Linked DNA regions of Sus scrofa: region 1 is linked to region 2. Evidence: chromatin contacts called from public Hi-C data. All regions are on one chromosome and are shown on one strand. Each heading gives the region's core, a stretch centred on a gene start, on an enhancer-like site or on the middle of the called end of the contact. The rest is flanking DNA. Distances are from core to core; before and after follow the strand shown.

Region 1 (4,605 bases), core at 978-3,477, 160 kb before region 2:
AATGCCACTTGTAGCAACATGGATGGACCTAGAGATCATTAAATGGGGTTTGGTAAATAAGACAAAGACAAATATCATGTGATATCCCTTACATGTGTAATCTAATAAAATGATATGAAAGAACTTATTTATAAAACAGAAACAAACTCTCAGATTTCAAAATCAGTCTTATGTTTACCATAGGGGAAACCATGGGTGTGGGGTGTGGGTGGGAGGAATTAGGATGATGGGAATAATATATACACACTACTGTATAAAATAAATAATTAAGGAGTTCCCGTCGTGGTGCAGTGGTTAACGAATCCGACTAGGAACCATGAGGTTGCGGGTTCGATCCCTGGCCTTGCTCAGTGGGTTAACAATCCGGCGTTGCTGTGAGCTGTGGCGTAGGCTGCAGACACAGCTCAGATCCTGCGTTGCTCTGGCTCTGGTGTAGGCCAGCGGCTACAGCTCTGATTAAACCCCTAGCCTGGGAACCTCCATATGTCGTGGGAGCGGCCCAAGAAATGGCAAAAAGACAAAAATAAATAAATAAATAAATAAAATAAAATAAATAATTAAGAACCTACTGTATAGCTCAGGGAAATCTACTCAATCATTTGTAATAACCTACATGGGAAAAAAGGAATGGATATGTATCACTGAATCACTTTGCTGAAAGTAATCCAACATTGTAAATCAACTCTACCCCAATATAAAATGAAACTTACATTGAAAAATAAATAATACATAGATTAAAATGAATTAGGCAGATTGGTATGTAGAAATATAAATATCAATTTGGAGGGTGCCTACAATATGCTATGTGCAAAGGCAAGTTTTCAGCTAGTATTTATCATCCAGTGCCATTCTTACAGAATAAACTAGAAGTGCATTTGAGCTCATTTAAGTAAAGAAAAATTATAGGCGAATACATGGTGAGTCATTAAGTATGTGCATACTTACTCCAAAGAAAAAGAGGCAATTTTTCTTTAGATTCCTCTGTATTGTTTGAAATATTATAATAAGCAATAATTAAAAGGATATAGAATGGTGGGAATAAAATCGTACTTGGAGAGATACTACAAATGAAAATAAAGCACTTATTAGTGAGTCAGTTATGTGGTAATGTTAGGAAATTGCTGACACTTGCCAGCTCCCTTCCCAGACGAAGTTCCTCTCTGTTCTCTCATTCAGTTGTCCATTCATTTACCCAATATTTACTGAACACTCACATCAAGATATTGGAAATTTAAGCAGTGGAGGAAAAAAAAATTGATTGAATTAAGTCAGACTCAGGTATTCAGGCATAATCCTACAAAAAGAGTAAAAACCTACAGGGCCAACTTCCCAATCTATGTTTTAACTCATATATTTGGATTCCAGTACCTCTGATATAAAGACCGATTGGGAACATACTGTCTATGGTAATTCGAAATATAGACTTACAAGAGAATTGAGTGTAAAAGTCACAGCAGTACAACAGTCTATTAGTTTACCCTTCCTTTCTAAGTTAATCACACGTGTTCATAGGACATAGCCTTATGTGTGTTTTGGTCTCGTTGCATTAGTTGTGGTACAAACATTGGGATATTAATGAATCAGTAATAATTGAGACTATTCACTGGGGAGGCAGCCACGACCTAAAAATATCTTTACCTAGGAACCCTGAATAGCAGTAGAGATAACCCAGGCAAGGGGCGTTGAGAAAGCCCTTTGTGCTGTTTTAACAGGGAACAGACCATCCAGCATGAGTCACTGTGGATCTGACACTCAGCGCCCTTGGGTTCTCAAGCATTTTCATCGGGAAGTATAGGCCACGTCCAAAAAAAATAGAATTACACTTTTGCTCCATCTCAGCCTCCTATTGAGAAAAGCAAACACAGATGATTTTCCATTTCAAGTTCAAATACAGAGTGGATGGCTTTTTGTTTTGCTTGATGGGGGTAGTTAATGAGAGTTCAGAGACTGGCAGCCTGCCAGACAGAAATCAGTTGTGATCACATTGTCGTATGAACCCAGAAAAAGAAACAGAAAAGAAGGGCGGGGTGGAGCCAGAAAAACGGAAGGTTTGAAGAAGGTGTGACTGTGATCACCAGTGTGGTGAGTGTGTAGCACATACTGCCTTTTTACAGAGAACAGCTAGTCCAGAGAGAAAAGGGACATTTGGACGTAAGGTTTGTGTTGCTTGCTTCCCTTCTCTGCAGCTAGACTCTATAATAAAAGTGCTTGCATCAGAGGAAGGCTGACAACACATTTTAGCGCTTTCACAGTTCTAACTTAATCATGGCAGGAAGCTTTCCTGCCACTGGGAGAACAAGTTGCGTCACTAGGAACATCTGACTCCAGGATCCAGTGTCAATACTTTGCCTAAGGTCATTAAAAAATACTAGGGTGTCACCTTACAACATAAAGGCTTTTGCCGGAATGACAATTAAGAGGAAACACATAGCATGATAAATAATTGAACAGGTGGATTAAAGAAATGTCTTTCTTGTGCAAAATGAGACGGGTGATTGACAGTTTGTAAATCCAGCCTCTTTGGCCATCTTCCGCCACAGCCTGGACTTCTAACCAGTCAGACCGTTCTATTTTTTCAGTTTGCCTTTCTTGGTGGTTCAAGGAGTCCCTAGCCTCATGGCATCAGACAAGCTGTAGAGAAAGGCAACACCTCAGGAGAAGTTCCTGAGAGCAGCTATCAAGGGCCTCCAGCCAGTGGCAGGTTGCTGGGACTCAGCCACTTAGCAGAATAATTTTTTGAGTGCAATTTGTGCAGGACAAGCTCTGCTGTGGATCACATTGCAAGTCCATCTGCTGGTATGATTTCAGATATGCCTGGTTTGACTCGCTGGTACCAAAACACCTGTGAAGTACAATTTGAACATCACCTTTCATATAAGGTCTCACATTTGCCTATTAGGTTTGTTTTCCTCCCAAATCAACAGTAGAGTTTAATTCTCCAAAAAGAGGATGCAGGGTGCTGATTTACCTTAGTAGCCACATCAGACTAGAGAGATTTTGTATCCCTGACTTGGTAACTGCCCATCAAGAGATGCTCATTCAATAGAGGAAAAACAAGAGAGGGAAGGAATGAAGAGAAAAAAGAACATAGCTATTTTTGCAAACAAGCCATCATCCTGGTTTCTATTTGCAGTTCAGTGGCAGTATTTGAATCCTGGAGCCGGGAACTCCTGCTACCATGGCATATTCTTAAGTAGTTACGAAAGGAGTCTAAGCATTTGGACTGGCAATGTGCAGGGTTCCTGGGCCACTTGGTGGATAGTACTTGGGATTCACCAAGCAGACAGATTCCTGTTTCACCAGCCAGGTCAGGGAAAGAAGACGAGATAAGTTAGGAAAATGAGAAAGACAGAGGTAGCAAATTTCCATTTTCTAAAACGGAAACATTAATCATGCTAGAATTGTGTGGAAGCAGAATTTGAAGACAAAATATATTTAAAGAAAAACAAAGTTACAAGGAAATTTCAAACACATTCTAAAACAAAAGAAGGTGGTGTAATGAACCCAGCAACCCATCACCAAATTTCAATAATCATCAACTCATGGCCCATTATGATTCATATGTACACCTCTCCCAGCACCCATTTACCACCTGATTAGTTTGAAGTAAATCCCAAACAACATGCAACAGATGATTTAAAAGGCAAAGTTGGAGTTCCTGTCGTGGCGCACCAGAAACGAATCCAACTGGGAAACATGAGGTTGCAGGTTCGATCCCTGGCCTTGATCAGTGGGTTAAGGATCTGGCATTGCCATCAGCTGTGGTGTAGGTTGCAGATGTGACACGGATCTGGCGTTGCTGTGGCTGTGGTATAGGCTGGTGGCTACAGCTCCAATTAGACCCCTGGCCCGAAAACCTCCATATGCCATAGGTGTGGCCCTAAAAAGACAAAAAGACAAAAAAAAAAAAAAGTAAAAGGCAGACTCTTATAAGGTTTAGGACTTGGTTAATGAGTGGTTAATGAGTTAATTGCTATAGAAAACCAATTAGGATAATTCACTTTGGATAGACAGGCTAAGGAATATTTAGGCAAACTTTGCTTGAACTACCATACTAATGAAAAATTGGTTTCACATTAGTTTTGTAAAACTTTTCTTAGTTGTGCTGTCTGATGGCAGGTAAACAGCAGAACTACAGTCTTGCAGGAGGTGGCACTTAGGAGGAATAAAGGTGGAATGTAACTGAGAAGGGTCCCGACCCCAGGAAAGGGTACAAAATGCAGTTTGAAATTAAAGGCGGCGGGGGGGAGATGGAGGAATACAGAGATCAGAGGGTTTCTGCCAGTTACTAGGGTTATGACACGGTCTTCAGCCAAAGCTGTTCTTTGATCTTCATCCTTCAGACCTTATTATTAATCTCCCCAGAGGGCTGCCCTTTCCCTCCTCACACACCCAATCCAATCTGGAATCACAAAAGGGCAAGGAAGGTTGGGGGCGAGCATCTGAAAGTATCAACTTCCCTGGGCTGCTCGATAGCTCTGCCTTCTAGTCTCTACTTTCTTATCTACTTAAAGCAGAGAAGTTGGGGACAAGATATTCAAAATACACTGGAAGCCCATTTGCAGTGTGTGCAATATATGAAAATACAGATCTAGCAAAGACATA
Region 2 (4,634 bases), core at 122-2,621:
CTGAGAATACAGGTGAGCACTCTGGAGCTCACCTATGCAGCTACAGCAGTGCTGAGGCTTCATTTTGAGAGCAGCACACATGGCCAGCTAGGGTGGGAGCAGAAGAAAAAAAACATGCAAAAGTAACACTCCTCAGGAACTAACAGAAGCAGAAATAGGGTAAGAGGTGCAGAGTTCTGGGGTGGGGACATGGGAGAAACACGGTCATTAAAATGATATTCTGTTTTCATAGGCTTGGGAGTTCCTTGGCATCTGACTGACATTTGTTATTTTGTTGTGTTCTCACAATAACCATGAGGGATTGTTGTTCCTGTTTCAAAGATGAGGCCACTGAGCCCCACTGGGGTTAATCAGCTTGTCAGTTACACATGTAAAGTTAAGAGGTAACACCCAACCCAGATCTTCAAGGCCTGCACTTTCTCCCACTAGAGTAGCCCATTCCAATTCCAGTTTCAAAGCAGCAAATCAGAACTCAGGAGGCTATAAGAAGATGCCCAAAGAATTTTTAAAAAGAATGAGAAGGAGTTCCCTGTGGCCTAGCAGTTAAGGATTTTGCATTGTCACTTCTGTGGCGCAGGGTTCCATTCCTGTGCCAGATGGTTTCACAGGCCTGGCCAAAATAAATAAATTAATTAAAAAGATGTTAAAGCCACAATTTTCCCATGAAAGAGAATAGCGGAAAACAATAAACAGTGGAACTCAAGATCATTGGAGGCCATAAAAATGGGCAAACAGCCGCCAATACACTCACGTACTTGAGGAAAGCTATCCTGTTCTTATAATGGTGTGATGAGATTGCAATCAGCCCTGAGTCACCAAGTAAAATTTAAGTTTCATCTCTTACCTTTATGGTACCAATAAAAATTATGAAGAATTGAGGAAAGATTTTTAACTGGTAATTCATATCAAAGGTTTGGTGCCGGAGTAGATATATTCATTCAACAGCATTTTATTGAGCATCTAATATGTGAAGTATGCTCAGGCAGTATTCTAGGTACTGGGGATGCAGTAGGAAACAACACCATTGGGGATACAATAGGAAATAACACAGAGCAAAATCCTTGACCTAATAGAGCTTTCAGTGAATCTTGTATAAAATTTCTAAGTGTCAGATAAATAAATTGTTTTTTACCCTGCTTTCACTATTAATTTGTACTCATCTCTACACCTTGTAAGTCTGAGCTAAACCATTTGTAAACTAGGCAATGTGTCTTTCCTCTCCTGTTAGGCCATAAATCATGTCCTCCATTCTTGCAACAGCCACCACAGCACTTAGCTCCTCCTAGGGCCCCACACACAGTCTGAACTCAATCAGCATGGTTGTGCTGGGCTCCACGACAGTTACAAAAGAGGAGAGATCATGTTCCACCAAGTCACATCCAGGATTCAGAAACCCAGAGCCCATTTGGATCAAGAGAGGAACGTTTACAGAGGGACCAGTGCCCAGGCTTGTCTCCAGCTAACACGTGGGAAAGTTACATAACTGCCCTTTCTCAATCACTTCCCCAACTAGGCTTTAGTTGAAAGGTCAAAGGTTCACCTTGCCTTTGCAAAGCCACCTCTGCCTTAGAATTGCCTCCTGCCATTGGAGTAAATGAAGTAAAAAAGGAGTAAATAAAGATGCTGAGTTCACGTTGGAACTGTTCCTTCAGGTTCACTGAGCTCTCAGCTTAGAGTCAAGGTCTCACTTTCTTCCCTGAGACCTGCCTCTTCCCTTGTCCAGCTGCCAGAGAAACAGACTGCTCCTGCCAGATTTCAGAAACTGCCGTCTTTGAATGGTGCAAAAAGTCAGACTGTGTTTTGGTACAAGCTTGAGAAAGCTCTGGGGATCCTGCTTAGGAGGAGATCAGCCAAAACAAAACGTTAGGAGGGAGGGAGAGGGGAGGCTCTTTGATCCAATATCAAATCCCACCACTGACGCCTTTGAACTAGGGCGATGGAATGAAGTTCTCCCATCCTGAGCTGTGTGAATTGGATTCCATGTACCTTCTGCCTTTCAGAATTAGATGCACAGCAGGGGAATGAATGGCAAGCGTGTGGGCAGTATTTTCTGAACTGGCTGAGTTAGTGAAGCAGTTGGAGGGGGCAGGTAAGGGGGATTTAGAAACGGGGGTCTGAGCAAGGAGACTCTCCACCCACCTCTTTGTAGTGCTGATAAGAACCATATTGTTTGGGAGGTGGAGAAAGGAGGAGGGCTCCCTGTTTCCAAGGCTTTGCACTCTTTGCCTTAGAGTCAGTGGGGAGCCTTTGAAGAAAGATTCCCCCACCCCATTCCCCACCCAGGGCCTGGGGAAGGACTTGGGACAGATCAATGTGCTGGAAACAGTTACAGCCCAGTTGCTGTTTGGCTCTCCACTTCCAGGGAAATGAGAGCTGTGTTTTTGATTACTTTGCTCTTATCACATCAGGCTGTTCTCTATTAGAAGCAGTTTCATTTCCAAGAAACCTGTTTTGCTTCTCCTCCCTTGTGGTCTTCTGGGGCCCTGCCTCCTCTCTGTCCCCACCTCCTCCCTCACCAGGTCACCCCTCACCCCATCTACTACTGCATCATCTCCTTGTCTATCAAGGAAATAAGCTGATACTTGGCCCCAGCTAATACCAGATCCAGAAAACAGAAAGATTAAAGTTCCATCAGTGGCTGCAGCTGATGGAGAAATATCACACCCCCCCTTGCCTTCTATGGGTTACTACCTTCTGTCTATGTTGTTAAAGGGACAGACAACAGACCTCTGTCCATTTTGTCAAAAGCCAGCAACTTGGTAGAAGAGGTCACTGTGTTTGCAAGTGTGACTCCTTCTGAGATTCCTGGTGGCCTCCAGTTTGAGTGACCTGTTTGTTTCAGGGTTTGTTTTGGTTTGGGCCATGCCTGCAGCATGCAGAAGTTCTCCAGGCCAGAGATCAAACCCCCCACGACAGCAAGAGGCTAGAGCCACAGCAGTGACAACCTCTGATCCTTAACCCACTGACAGTTTGAAAGGAGGATTAAAGCAAGACATCTGGTGTGTCCAGCAGCCACACTCCAGTGCTTTCTACCTCAGAACGCACGAAACACTGAGCATCCTCTACTGATCCACACATTCCACCAGGACCCAGGGCTATTCTTCGCCAACGAGGATTGACTCAATGGAGGTGGCCTGTTTCTTGCTCAAGTGTCACTCAGGGAGACCTGGGGAGCTGCCTGTGCCTCCCTGCAAATTCCTCTCACATGTACTTCCTTCTACTTCTATTCCTGCTTTCTGTCTCTCTCACATTTCTACTCCCTGCAACACTTTTCCTATTCCCCCATCTCCTCCTAGAATCTCACTCATGATGACAATGGTTGAAAGGCTTACTAATCCCTCCCTCACCAGTGAAAGAAATTCTTTCATACAGAGTCCTCTGAGGTCTTCCTGCCCTTAAGCTTTATAGAGAATACCACATCAACTCCACTGTCTTTTATGCCTTCGCTATAGAATCCTGAAGTCAACCTCCAATTTTCTGTGCATTTATCAAGAGGTAGATCCTTCTAATCAACCTGGATCTCAAATCCTGCTTCCACTGCTATTGCTCTTGCCATTCTACTTATTTCTATACCAAGGTCACCCAGATAAGAACCTGGTACCTTCCTTGGTTAAAAAAAAAAAAAAAAAAAAAGCAGCAGCTCCCACCAGGTGCACATGCATAAGTAGATGGAGAGGTTTCTATTAGAGCAACACACACAACTTCAAATCATATATGAAGATCCTTTTCCATGAAAGAGTCCAGCCCTACTCAGAGATGTTTCATAGACTCCCGGACTCCACAAGGCCCCAGCTTCATCCCCTCTCCAATGCCCTCTTCTCCCTTCCATCTCCCTTCTCATCACCTCCTTGCTAGGTCAATATTCGTCATTTCAAAAGGGCCATCCTTTCTTAAAGACTCACCTTCCTTAAACAGAAGTCAAAGGATTATTTTTTAGTGTTTAATTATAAAACATTTCAAACATCTAGAAAAATACAGAAAATAATACCACTGATAACATTTCTAGATTTAGGTGTTGAAATGTTGCCATTTTTGTTTCAGTCCACTCTCTTTCTGAAATAAAATGTTCCCAATGCAGCTGAAAGCCCAGGCCCATCCCTTTCCTTCCCTCCCACCCTCCCTAAAGTTAAACGATATTCAAGAGTTGTTACATCATTCTCTTGCATATTTTTGTACTTTTATTGTATATGAACGTTTCTACAGACAATGCACAGCATTGTTTAGGGTGTTTAAAAATATTTGCTTAAGTGGTGTATTATACTAGAGAGTGAGAATGAGTTTCATGAGAAAGAACTACATCTTAATCTGGTTTCTGTTTTTCCCCATCTCAGCCCTGAGTCCAGTGGCCAGCCTCTTGTGAGTACTCACTAAAGGTGAATGAAATGGAAGAGGAAATAATATCCTCCAAATCCTCAATAACCAAAGTATGCCAAGTTAAGAGGTAACCCAAGATGGGCAGTATTTTATACACTTTTTAATTTTTAGTCAAAAACGTCAAGGAGCACAAGTAGGTCTCCCACCAGAGGTACATGAAGAAAGGGGGCTTCATAATGCCTCATTAAGGAGCCTCCCGACCCCAGGCAAGAATTTGTGTCTCCCTGATCATGACTCACCAGGACAGATTTCAGCAGGAT

The links. Hi-C and Micro-C count contacts between places; a contact is called where the count stands out from the background.
Region 1: a contact with region 2 is called in a Hi-C map of skeletal muscle, with 5 times the contacts expected there. The contact joins two enhancer-like sites. A contact is called at or near these places in 8 of 47 Hi-C or Micro-C datasets (embryonic fibroblasts, heart right ventricle, liver and 4 more) and 1 of 2 datasets of contacts at active chromatin or transcription factors (skeletal muscle).

Annotation. Positions count from the first base shown.
Region 1 is chr12:31,995,578-32,000,182 of Sscrofa11.1, reverse strand. No RefSeq gene overlaps it. Among named protein-coding and RNA genes, the nearest start is that of TMEM100, 16 kb to the left of the region's middle. Within about 2 kb of position 2,227, at least 6 of the 83 cell types and tissues checked have an H3K27ac peak or open chromatin away from gene starts, as enhancers often do. A contact at or near this core is called in liver, retroperitoneal adipose tissue, skeletal muscle and 1 more, where this site is marked.
Region 2 is chr12:31,838,433-31,843,066 of Sscrofa11.1, reverse strand. No RefSeq gene overlaps it. Among named protein-coding and RNA genes, the nearest start is that of MMD, 120 kb to the right of the region's middle. Within about 2 kb of position 1,371, at least 24 of the 83 cell types and tissues checked have an H3K27ac peak or open chromatin away from gene starts, as enhancers often do. A contact at or near this core is called in liver, retroperitoneal adipose tissue, skeletal muscle and 1 more, where this site is marked.